Regions from separate parts of the Mus musculus genome. Here regions 2 and 3 are each linked to region 1. Evidence: chromatin contacts called from public HiChIP or PLAC-seq data. All regions are on one chromosome and are shown on one strand. The core of a region is the stretch at or near the end of the contact, and the rest is flanking DNA. Distances in the headings are between cores, read along the strand shown. Region 1 overlaps Gm32014 (predicted gene, 32014). Region 2 has its middle 19 kb from the start of AV064505. Region 3 has its middle 14 kb from the start of Tmem123.

What was found. HiChIP or PLAC-seq counts read pairs in DNA pulled down with a chosen protein or histone mark.
Region 2: an H3K27ac HiChIP or PLAC-seq map of large pre-B cells shows a contact between it and region 1, with 5 times the contacts expected there. The contact joins two enhancer-like sites. A contact is called at or near these places in 1 of 484 Hi-C or Micro-C datasets (adipose-derived mesenchymal stem cells) and 1 of 115 datasets of contacts at active chromatin or transcription factors (large pre-B cells).
Region 3: a contact with region 1 is called in an H3K27ac HiChIP or PLAC-seq map of large pre-B cells, with 4 times the contacts expected there. The contact joins two enhancer-like sites.

Annotation. Positions count from the first base shown.
Region 1 is chr9:8,690,922-8,695,134 of GRCm38.p6, reverse strand. The region is part of intron 3 of Gm32014 (predicted gene, 32014); the gene reads left to right. Among named protein-coding and RNA genes, the nearest start is that of Gm32014, 48 kb to the left of the region's middle. Within about 2 kb of position 1,729, at least 24 of the 459 cell types and tissues checked have an H3K27ac peak or open chromatin away from gene starts, as enhancers often do.
Region 2 is chr9:7,712,895-7,717,107 of GRCm38.p6, reverse strand. No RefSeq gene overlaps it. Among named protein-coding and RNA genes, the nearest start is that of AV064505, 19 kb to the right of the region's middle. Within about 2 kb of position 2,452, at least 10 of the 459 cell types and tissues checked have an H3K27ac peak or open chromatin away from gene starts, as enhancers often do.
Region 3 is chr9:7,748,264-7,752,476 of GRCm38.p6, reverse strand. It overlaps the pseudogene Gm10709. Among named protein-coding and RNA genes, the nearest start is that of Tmem123, 14 kb to the left of the region's middle. Within about 2 kb of position 2,281, at least 10 of the 459 cell types and tissues checked have an H3K27ac peak or open chromatin away from gene starts, as enhancers often do.

The DNA.
Region 1 (4,213 bases), core at 480-2,979:
AGACAGACAGGCAGGCAGGCAGGCAGGCAGGCAGGCAGGCAGGCAGGCAGATAGACATCATAAGAATCCAATAGGCTTTCTTTTTGACATAAGGATTCTGAGGCTAGTCCTTTGCTGAACATGCAGGGAGATTAGAAACGTGAAGGGTTCTTCTAATTTAGCACCAGGCAGTCTCTTGATGCTCTAGCACTGGCTTCTAAGAGTTCACCCTTTAGTTAGGTCCAAGTTTGTGACCTGCTGGTGGCAAAGAGCACATGTGGAAGGAAATATGGGGAAAAGAGGAGGGGAGGAGGGGATGAGGGGAGGAGGGGAAAAGGGAGAGAGATGCAGCTAGCCATTGTAAGGAACTATAAAACAGGGGGTGAGATCAGAGTGTGACACAGATGTGAGGTCAGCAAAGGACCACACTTTGCATGGGAGGTCAGATAAGCCTGCACTCCCTGTAACACACCAAACTGCATCAGAGTGGTAATGCTGTTGGGAGATCAGGCAGAGTAAGAAAGGCAGACACTCCAGGCAGCAAAGCCATGCTGCCCTAGCTGACATCAGTATCCTGCTTTGCATCAGAGTGGAATCCATAGCCTTCCTGTGTCCTTCTCCACCTCCACCATGCTCAGTGGACTGTGGCCCTCCACCCTTGGTCCTTCAGTTCTACTATACCCATCCTGTGCTCTGACCTAAGAGTCTTTTGCTTAGGCTCTTCCTGCCTGGTACATTTTCCATCTGCTTTACTCACTTCTCTGCCATCTTCAGATATTTTCCTACTTAAAACTGACTTACTAACTTGTCTTCATGATTCCTTGGAGTAACGATGTAATTTTACTGATGGTGGGTCTTCAGCCTCCTGGCTTCCATGTCCATGGGAAGGCAAAAGTTTTCCTTGTTATCAGCCTCACCCAGGTGAGCCTCTAGGGTACACAGCACTTGGGGGATATTTATGGGATCACAAATGAATCAGTCACCTGCTACTCATCAATCCAGTCTGTAGTGAGGGTAGACCTCCAAGGATCCCTAAGTTTCAAGCCTGAGAAATAACACACGTGTTCAAGGTAGTCAGGAACCCCATCGCGGCAGGTGAGTGAATTCATGATGTAGTAACCTACCTGACTTTTGCAGAAGACTGCAGACCAATGGATAAGCCATGAAGATACCAGAAAACATACATAGAAGTGTGTCTTCACTGGAAATAGCAGTAAATGTGCAAGCAAGACCATAGTGGACATTGGAGCTAAAACAGAACAGTATTTGCTAATGACAACTCACACGAATGGATATGTTGTCTCCTTGTGGTTCTGGAACTCTGTCCTGTGTTTATGTCCTCTCTACATCCTGGCAGTGCTCTGTGTGAGGCTCACCTTGGTATCTGGTAACCCATATGCATACCTTGAGTCTTGTTTCAAGATTGTTTAATAAGCATGTAAATAGCACTTCACAATTTAGTTGTGACATTGTGGGTAGACAACATACAAAATATAGATAAGGCCTGTTTCCTGGCAGTATCATCCAGGTGAAATTCTTAAAGACAGACCTTCTACATGTCTTATTCAATCCACCCTCCAACCCCTGACCTGGCAGGGTTCAGGGATATTTCAGCAGTTTCCCAGATTCCCAATAGCACCCGGGTTTTTCTTCCAGTCTTTCTCTATCTCTCCATCCATTTCTCTAGGGCCCCACAGCAACAGTAGGCTTCACCACTTCCTGTCTGATCCTCCAGGGCCTTGTCACAAGCCTGCCTGAACTGTGTCACTGTGACCTCCCAGTCTAGATAGAAAACAATGTGGTCTGGCCAACAACCACATATAAAGGAAACAGAACCCTCATCTGGCCAGGTTTGTGCAGAAAGACAGAGATAGTTGCCCGAGTATTGGAGCCCCATGCCCCTCATGAAGTCTTGGTGCCCAGGAAGCCTGAAGAGAGTTACTGAGATGCCACTGCCAAAATATTTGGCCAGCATATCCTGACTTGGTCCCCTTTGAAGTCTTTCTCTGCCTAGAAATTGTCCTTTTGTTCTCCTCCTGCATGAAGGCTGCCAGCCCTACTGAGGTTGGAAGTGGCACCAGAACATTCATTCATTAAACACAACCATTCATTAAACATCCTTGCATCTACTAAAATGTACTTAGATCTCTGATAGTGTCTGCTAAATAGCTCCGGGTCTCAAGCTTATGCAAGTTGTGGTTAGTTAGTTAGTTAGTTAGTTAGTTAGTTAGTTTTTATGGCCATGAGAATATGAATTTAGACCACAAGCCCTTCAAAGGGTGCTTCTTGGTACATTGCATAAAGTATGTGCTTCATTCTTGGGTTCACTGAGGCTATCCAATACTTCCCTGCATCTCTCAGGCCAGAGACGTGCTGTGATGTTTTAATCCTACTAATCTGAGTTATAACCCCACTAAAACTAAGAGAAAATGCAGAGTGCCCAAGCAAATGAAAGCAACATGCTGACAATAGAGCATGGTCTGATGTCATTACCCAAAGCAATACAAGTGACTGTGTGGAGTTGAAGCAGAGTCTTCTCAAACAAGCACCTTACCCAACTGGAAGTCTTTTTGACATGTAAAACCAACTCTTCCCCACACCAGAAAACACACATGTAGGGGCTTCTCCTGATGTATTACAGTGTTTTAAAGGGCTGTATGTTTCAGAATTCTAGTAGGGTATGAATCATCTTAGTTACTGTCATGATTGTAAATGGAATAACTGAAGAAGCCATGAATTCCTTGTGCTTGCTTGTTTAGGAGTTTTGCTAAGCCTAGAACAAAAGTGAACATCAGACACTGCCTTGTAAGGCACATGCCAAGACACTTTGAGGGCAGTATTACTGCAGTAAAGTGAACTTACCATGCATTCCTGTTGGATAGTTTGTAATCCTACCAAATTCTGTAAAATACTCAAAGGATGCAGTCCTCTAATAGGACTGTAGAATGAGGAATTCAAGACGATGTAGACTATCTTATTGGTCACAGCTTGCAACCAACAGATTAGTGTTCAAATCTAATGTTTAACCTCAGGATAAATGAACCTCTGGAGATCGCTATGACCAGAGTGGTGGACATTGCCATAACCACAGGTGAAGGAGGTTGCTATAACCACATAGTGTCAAAACTTTAGACCAGACCACTAAAAGGGTTGTGTTTCTTACAACCAAAACCAAACTCTGGATCTCAATATATTAAACACTTTTATCCTATATTGTCAATACTGATTTGTCCAGAATAAGAAATAGTCAAAAGGCCATGGGGACCTGGGAAGATCCACATACAGGGCTCCCATATGGAACTTCATTGAGCTCCTAACCTAGCAGGAAGAGGCCAAGAGTTTAATAGAAAAAGCTTAAATACATCCTATGGTCATGCCTGACTGTACTGAAGATGTATCAGAAATATAATAAGGTCCCAGAACAAACAGCATCCAGCAGAAGTGACATGCTAAGATGGGCCATGAACAAGAAGAGGCCCTTCCCATTGATGAAAACCATGAAGATGGGACCATGCTGCTGAAAAAAGAAAAGAAAGAAAAAAAAAAACAAACAGATAGGTGTCAGCAGGAACTAACAGGTGTGTTAATTTGCTATTGCTTTCTTGAATTGCAGGATAACTTCTTTTTTCTACAAAACAGAAGGAAGAAGTGAATAATTTAAATTCATATGCCTCAAGGAGGACTTGAAAACATGCCAGGGATCAGCCTGCTGGCATCTGCACAATATCCAGGGTGTCTTCTAAGAAAGAAGAAACCACAGACCATAGCAGGAAATTCGAACTTAACAGAATCTTTTCAGATTTGCTTCTTCACTGAGGATCTAGAAGGTTCTAATGAACATTCACAGTTTCCTAAGAAGAGAGGAGCCCCTACCCCTCCCTGGCAACCCCTGGATCTGTCACCAAGAGCCCACTTAGTCAGCTCTGTGTCGAATGCTGCTATTGAAAGCAGTACCTAGAAGATTCCAACAACTACCACAAGCTACCAATAAACGTTTTATGAGTGGGATCTAACAGAGTCCTCATCCCAAACAACCCCTCAATGCCATTATTTAAATGAATACATTATTAGGATCCAAAATAGAAAAGTACCATGAAATTATCCCAAATGAACAAAAATGTTCAAATGTGACTCCTCTATTTTTAAGCATGAGAGACATGTTGCCTTAAGGTCAGTCTTATCCTAAACAGAGAGAACTCCTCTGTTATTCTTTTCTGAAATTCCAGCCGGGGGC
Region 2 (4,213 bases), core at 1,203-3,702, 980 kb after region 1:
AATGTCTAAGTTCAATGACTTATTACAACATTTTGTTACAATCTTTCTAATTTAGGAATTACTGCACTTTAAAAAATAATTTTAATAATGCATCTCTCTCTCTCTCTCTCTCTCTCTCTCTCTCTCTCTCTGTGTGTGTGTGTGTGTGTGTGTGTGTAAATCTGTGGATTCCATAAGAGTCAGATCTCCTTGGAGTGGAGTTTTAGGCAATTGTAAGCCTCTGATGTGGGTGTTCAGAATCCAACTTGCCTCTTTGCAAAAGCTATATGTGCTCTTAACTGTCAAGCTATCTATCTCTTTAACCCTAACTTCTTCATTTTTAAAAAATGGTTCTGAGGATCAAATATAGGACTTCAAACACTCTGGAAGCCAGTTTGTCTATGCAGTCATACCCTCAGTCTGTTACTATCTTACTGAGGCTAGCTTTCAGACTTAATGGTACTGTGGCTGTGTGTGAGTGTGAGTGTGAGTGTGTGTGTGTGTGTGAGTGTGTGAGTGAGTGTGTGTGTGTGTGAGTGTGTGTGTGTGAGTGTGTGTGAGTGTTTGTGAGTGTGTGTGTGTGTGAGAGTGTGTGTGTGTGTGTGAGTGTGTGTGTGTGAGTGTGTGTGTGTGAGAGAGTGTGTGTGTGTGTGAGTGTGTGTGTGTGTGAGAGTGTGTGTGTGTGTGTGTGTGTGTGTGAGTGTGTGTGTGTGTGAGAGAGTGTGTGTGTGAGTGTGTGTGTGTGTGAAAACATGGTTATATTAAGGTTTAATGTTACCTGCAGCTTTAGCTGTCCCCAAAGGGTAAGGGGGGAAGACAAATGTGATCTCTTTTAAAACACGATTTATTCGGTGTGTATATATGTTAGTGTGGACATGCATGCAGAAATCAGAGGATGCCTTTCCATACTTGACTAACATTCCTCCTGTCTACCCTTCATGTCTTGCCATGGAAGGGCTGGGTTACAGACATGCTCCTCTACATTAGGCTTCTCATGAGAATTCTCAGGCTGACACTCAGGCACGCACTTTTTACACATGTTCCTCATTCATATGTGATCTTAACACAGACATAAAATTCTTTTTGGGACTCTGGATCTAGTAGGCTGTAAATGGGGATTCCCTATTGGGCAGTGTTGCCCACACAAGAATCCCACAACAATAGTTCATATTCTAAACCTGCGTTTCTGACCTTCTCTCTGATTCTGTGAACATTTACTAAGAAATGGTATATTTTCTAAGAAATTTCACTTCTTCCTTAGGTTAAAAGATGTTACTGTGTTTTGCTATCAAGAAATTTGAACTGAGAGAATTGGGTATGTTGGTGAAATTTTTGTCTAGCATGTTGCATCTCCAGTACCTTGTCAACCATGTATGGTGATAACAGAACCCAGGAAGTTGAGAAAGAGGGATTCAAGGTCCTTGTTTCACAATGAGTTTGAGGCCAGCCTGGGCTATACAAGACACTGCTTCAATACACATCAGACATTCCACACTCCAAACTTGTCTCTTGCCACCATCAATGCCTGGGATGGTGAGTCTTTTTTCATCACCAGGCCTAAACTGAATAATTCTTGTGCAGATGACTTGGCAAAGGACACTCCAGATTTATAAGACTACTGTAAACCAGGTGTGCTGGTTCACATCTTTAATTCCAACAGGCAGAGGTAGGCAGATCTCTGTGAGTTTAAGGCTAACTTGACCTACAGAGTCAGTTCCAGGTCAGCCAAGGATATACAGTGAGACCCTCTATGAACAAACAAAAACAATCAAACAAGACTCGCATTCTCTGTGGGAGAATCAACCTTAGGACTTGCACTTCTAGCTGCACTGTTTCTTTAACACATAACTCACTGGCCTTTATTATTACCCCCCACCGACTCCCTTTTATACTGGGAATCAAACCCATGACCTCATATTATAGGCAAATACTTTACCATCAAGTTACAGTCACAGCTGTTCCTAAAATTCTTTTCCTGTGGGAGATGTAAACAATATCCCACCCCCCCCCCCCCCTTCCTGAGGACCAATAGGCTGGCGTGTGAGTCCACTAAAGTTCATTTGGGGAACCCTACAGACCCATGAGAGCGGTGCAGGTAGGAGCTCTGGTGGCCTACACAGCTCTGGTGGACTGTCTCTCTCCAGCATGGAGGATGACACCCCATGTTGAGGCAGAGGGAGTCCTCTACCCAGAGCTTCCTTTCCTGTATACTATTCCTCCTCCACACTGGGGCCATGTGCACACAACTAGTAGGGAGGGGTGAACAGGTAAGGGTCCCATGGCACTTTCCATCTCCTCCTTCTACAAGGGCACTGTCAGCAGTCAGCACAGCTGTGATGGTTGCCCTGTAAGAGGCTCACCTGGACTCCTGAAGATACTGGCAGTTTCTCTGGGAGAATAGTCCTACACAACAGCAGTCAATAATTCCTTGTTTTTTCCTCACCGATGAAAGCTTCAGAAGGCAGCAGCAGACCACAGCTGACCCTTAGGAGGAAGTGGGCCAGAGGGCCTGTCTCCTTTGTCCTTATGCTCACTAGGAAATAGAAGAGTTGCTCTTTCACAGGCTTCAAATGATCAGCAAATATGTGGTCGGGGGTCACTTCTCATGACACCTTCTGCATTTGTAGAAAAATAAAAAAATGTGCCAACAACAAAATTGCTCTACCTCCCTTCACAAGGGCTGTAGTTTGGGGACTGACTCATTAGAACGTCTCATCAGTACCAAATCCCTGTCCTTTTTGGTCATTGAGAGTTGGGCTACTATGACAAATGAGGGTAGAAACTAGGAGGCACCAGGTGGGGTCTGTCTGGCATGTTTGTTGTAGTTAGTATGCTTTTGGTTAGAATTGGTTTAAATGGCAGGTGTTTTCATAAGTGGAAGGGTGACCCCGTGTGGCTATTTAGAGTATCACTCTGAATTTTTTGGCTCTTCTGGCTTCAAACTAATTGGTTGACCACCTTTATGTATGTATGTATGTATGTATGCATGTATGTATGTATGCATGTATGTATGCATGCATGCATGCATGTATGTATGTATGTATGTATGTATGTATTTATTTATATTCTGAATGTGTCTTTTGCTTCTTTTACATCAGAGTATGGCAGGAATGGTGCTGTATGAAGGCAAAGGCACATCTGAAGAGATATTCAGATTAAGTCCTGGATGCTGGGAGAGATGGTCCAGGGGTTAGAGCACCTTTGTTCAATTCCTAGCACTTACATGCTGGCTCATAACCATCTCTAACTTCAGTTTCATGTGATCTGATGCTCTCTATCTCCATGGATACCAGATACACACATAGTGCATATAAGTACATTCAGGGAAAACATTCAAACATATTAAGAAGAAAAACAAAAGGCCTGCATGCCAGAGACACTATGGTTGGGTTGATAGTCCCAGCTGCACCCAGCTTTGTAGTCTCAATTCTTGCACAACAGATACATAAGTGAGGTTTGCAAATCTTCCAAACCCATCTACGTCACTCTACAGCTGGGTCACACAGGAGCCCCTAAGTCTCAGAATCTTGGGAACTAATACATGGTTGTTCTTGGGTGGGACTCATGCTTGAGGGTCATTTTCATACAAGAATAGAAAACTGGACAATCCTGGTGTCAGCTGGTCTTCTAAAGAGGACACCAAGATAGGATTACACATGCAATGGATCTTGGGGGAGGGCTAGCTGGATGGCACAGGGATAAAGATGCTTGCCACCAAGACTGGTGGCCTGAGTTTGATTCCCCAGGATTCTCTCTACTTACTGTTTCCCCCTCTTCAGAGGTGTTTTCCCCCAAATCTCTTCAAAATTTGCATTACTTTTTATTTGTGTGTGTGTGTCTTGGTGCCACGTTCTTACACCCACCAACCACATTTTATGATTAATTGGTCATCAAATTTTGAAAAGGGAAGGATCACTTGTTCTACTTTATAAAATGAAGAAATTATCACAAAGGATAGGCACTGGCGATGTAGCTCAGTGGTAACGTGCTTGCCTAGCATGCTTCGGGTCCTTGGGTCAACCTGGCACTGGGGGAAAAAGAGTAAGCAAAGCTTGAGTGTGCAAATCTGAAACTTTAGCACGGAGGCAGGAAGATTATGAGTTTTGGGCCAGCATGGATTACCTAATGAATTTGAGATCAGTCTAGAATACATAGTAAGACCTTATCTCAAAAAGTAACATAAGGCGTGGTGAGAAGGCTCAGCAGTTAGGAGCGCTGACTGCTCTGCCAGAGG
Region 3 (4,213 bases), core at 1,032-3,531, 940 kb after region 1:
AAAAAATATTGTGGAATAATTTGAAGTTCAGAAAGGCATACTCTTATTAGTTAAGCTAGGGACCTCTTATGGTCAGGGAACAAGAACAATGGCAGCACTGGCTGAAGTGACTTCACTGAGACTGGACTGATTTCTTTTTTTTTTTTTTTTAAACAGATCTTGCCTGAGTTTATTTGTAAGAACAGCATAGGACACTGGTCATCTGCAAATAGTGTGTGGGGAGGTGTGTCACAGCAGTCCGTCTGTCTTCACACTGGCAGGAGCCTTTTCTATGGGGCCTTCACAGGGGCCTGGGTACCTTTGGGGGCCTGAGCACCTTTGGGAGCCTGGGCTGGAGCTGAAGCCTGGGCCTTAGCTGGAGCTTTGGCCCCTGCCTTGGTTTGGACCTTAGGCTTCGGTTGGCAGAGCCTCTGACCCTTGGCCATGTAGCTTCGAATCCGCTTCCCAAGCTTAGGGTGAGCGATGAAAGCCAGCCGCTTGAGTTTGGGGCCTTTTGGCATCTTGGGCTTGATGGCCTGAGGCTTCACCAGGGCCTTGATGGCCTCTGTGCGCGCACTCACTGCCTTTGCATTGTTGGCCTGCATCTTCTTCAGGCCTTTCTTGTTGTGCTTCTTGGCAAAGCGCATGTTCCTCAGGAACTTGGGGTCAACCCCCTTAAGAGATTCGTATCTTTGCGACCGGGGTTTCTTGATGCCATTTCTGTGCCATTTGCGGGACTGGTTGTGTGTGGTGTGGTTCTTGGACTTGGCCATGTCTGCACGGTAACCCGCGGCTCCCGCAGCGCCGGAGACCGGAAGAGAAAGAGGATGACTGATTTCTTATTCCAGTTTCCCCCCTCAGCTTCCTGATAGGATTTATTAAGAATTGCTGATGAGTAGATGTGTATTTTGAGGGTTTAAGGTAGATACAACTAATTTTTATATAAAAGTTTAGATTTGTGATTCTTTTATGGTTCTTACAAGATTACTTTTAAAGATAGATAATGAAATAATTATTTCTTTTTTTTATTACCACAAATTGCTGCCTGCCAATAAGAGAAACTGGCTGAGGAAACTACCTTGCTAGCTTACACGAGTTGCTTGGTATAACAAGTACATGGGTTTTTGAGAATAATTTGTTTTCTTTACCTGTACTACGTAATGTTATATTTTGTAAAGGTATTGAAAAACACATTGTAAAAACATTAATAATCATTCACGAGAAGACAACTAAAATGTAATCACATTGTAATTATACACTGCTTGAAAGATTTTGCTGGGATATATAAGCAATATAGGAAATGTGAGATTATAGTCTGACAGACGAAGCTAGGGTCCACTTGTGTTGCATAAAGGTTCCGAACATGTCTGTCTTTTCTTCATAAATGGTAGGGGTGTCCACCAGAGAAGACTATGTGGACACAGGTTTAATGCAATAGAAAGTCTTTGCTAACTGACTGACAACTACCTAGAGTATTGGGACTACCAGTGTAGCCCTAAGCCTTTCTCAGAGTGAGCTTTTAAGCACAAACACCATGTCCTATATTAACATACTTCATTTAATAAGAACAGTTAGCCAGAAGTTGAATTATAGAAGGCAAAAGGCAAGGTTAGGGACTTTCCCAGACTTGGATAGATTAGGGCTTTGTTTTTGATTTGGCGGGTATTGTCCATGTGCTGAGCTTATGGCCTGAATGGTACTTCCCTCATGAAGTCATTTATGTTAAGGTCTGGGCCCATTACAGGAATTTGGTGAGATTCCTAGGGAGCAGCAGTGGGTTAACCTGAGGGTGGAGAAGGGCCTTCTGGCAGTTCATTGGATTGGAGTTCTTGCTTCTCTGCTCCTAGGCCTTTACTGGTTTCCTTGCAGGGGCAGGGTGGAGGAGAGGGGGGCGAGTCTCTTCCTTCTTCTTTACACAAACACTTTTCAAATGGCAGGGTTTCAGAAACAAAGGTTTTAGATCAAAGACACAGATAAACAAGCTATCTGGGAAGTTTTAAAAAAGGATGTGAAGTTGCTACAGATTTGGTTCCTGCTCATTGTCACAGTCTCTCATCTGGGACACAGTCAGTAACTAGGCTCACTGTTCATTCACTTAACCAAAGACTGAGCAGCTGAAAACAATCACACACACACACACACACACACACACACACACACACACACACACACACACACCAATGACTGTGATGTGTTGGAGAAGAATTAGTTGGGCACTTTATAATCAATAGGGACTACTGTTCTAGCAGAACTCTGAGGGCTTGAAAGAAGCCTGGCTCACTACATTGCACCAACTCTGAGAAGGGGAACAGAGCACAAGTCTGCATGCCTGGGTCTTACTGCATATGGGCAGCGAGGTCCTTGATGATGTCTTGAGAATTTTCACATGAGGAACTGGAATATTTAGAAAAGAACCAGGGGCTTGGAATATGGCTCAATGGTCGGTGCCTAGTCAGCACTGGGGAAGCTCGTGGACCCAAACCTAGCATTGCAAACATTTAAAACGAAGCATTCGAAGTGATTCAAGGGATGGCAAGCGAGGTTAGGATTTATTATTAGTTGGTTTTATTTTATTTTGCTTAAAACAAAACAATAGGGTCTTGCTCTATAATCTAGGTAGTTTGGTATTCTCTGTGTATTCCAGGCTGGCTTCAGACCCAGAGCAACCCTGCTGCTCTCCTCCTAAGATTATAGCATGCACTGCCACGCCCAGCCCGTGGAGTGACTAAGAGGCAGAGTACTTAATTTCCTCACTGTCCTGAAAGATATCTGAAAAAAGCAACTTCACAAAGGCAGGATTTATGGATGACAGTGTGAGTACACAGTCCTCACAGCAGGAAAGTCATGGTCACCGGTCTATGAGCCAGCTGGTCACATGGCATTACAGCCAGGAAGCAGAGGTAGATGAAAGCAGAGGTACAGCTTGTCTCCTCATTTTTTACTCAGTCTGGTACGCAAGCTCCACTTAGCACCCACTTGCAGGGTCTTCCTTCAGTTAACCCTCTCTGGAAACACTCGTGCACAAGCCAAGCAGAGTATTTCCATGGTGATTTTCTGTTCAGCCAACTGGACAGTGAAAATGAACCTTCATAGGAGAATGTGTAGGGTTAGAACTAGCATGGCAGGAGTGTATTTAGGGTATGCATTGAACATAAATTCAATTTTGGATGTGGTAACTGAGTGAGAGAAATTAAAAGAGGCTTCTTTGTGCTTGGGCATTCCAATGTTAGCTCCATATAGCATATTTTAAAATAGTTTCACTTTTGAAATTCTATCTTACAGTCCTTCTGTCATTTCTGGATGTTATAAAGCCCCCATTAAGAACGTACGTGCAGAGGGCTGGAGAGATGGCTTCAGAGTACTGACTGCTCTTATAGAAGTTCTGAGTTAAATTCCCAGCAACCACATGGTAGTTCACAACCATCTGTAATGGTTCACACCTTTCTGGTGTGTCTGAAGACAGCCACACTGTATTCACATATTTAAAATAAAAACAAATTTAAAAAATTTAAAAAGAATGTGCGGTGGGAAGAGGGAAAGATGCCCTCCTCCCTCCCTTCATTCCTTGCTACTCATGGCAGGCTGGAGAGCTGGCCCCTGGGTCATGAGAGTGGGAGAGCTGGCCCTGCCCCAGTAGAGCTGGCCCTGATGGCCTGGGCTCAGGTTGAACCAGCCCCAAGGGCATGAGAGTGGGAGAGCTGGCTCTGCCCCCTGCTGCCAGTGGCATTGGATAGGCCAGCTGGGGCAGGGCAGGGCAGGGCAGGAGAGTTCACCCTGATGTTGTGAGTGTGGGAGAACCTGCAGAGCTGACCAGCTCAGATACCTCTCAGGCCCAGATTCAGGGCTTTGAACTGATAGAGTGCGTAAAGGGACCAGTCCTACAGATTCAAAGCTACAGGATCTTCAGGACCCAGGACAACAAGGGGATATTCAAGAGGAGTCCCAGTGAGGTTGATAAGGTATTGATAGGGTAGCAGAAGCCAGAGGGCTCAAACCAGACAAACAACTCATCATAATGAATTGCAAACATTTGCAAACAAAGAAGTATGGGCAAGAGGGTATACTATGGGACACACACACACTACAGCTTCTACAACGAGATTCCCCCCTCCCCCACATACTCTGGTTGGGAGGCAGGTTGGGAGGGTAGAAGGTGGGTACTGAGGGGAGGGGAGATGAGTGGGATTGGGGTGTATGATATGAAATTGACAAAAAAAAAACCCCAATAAATGTT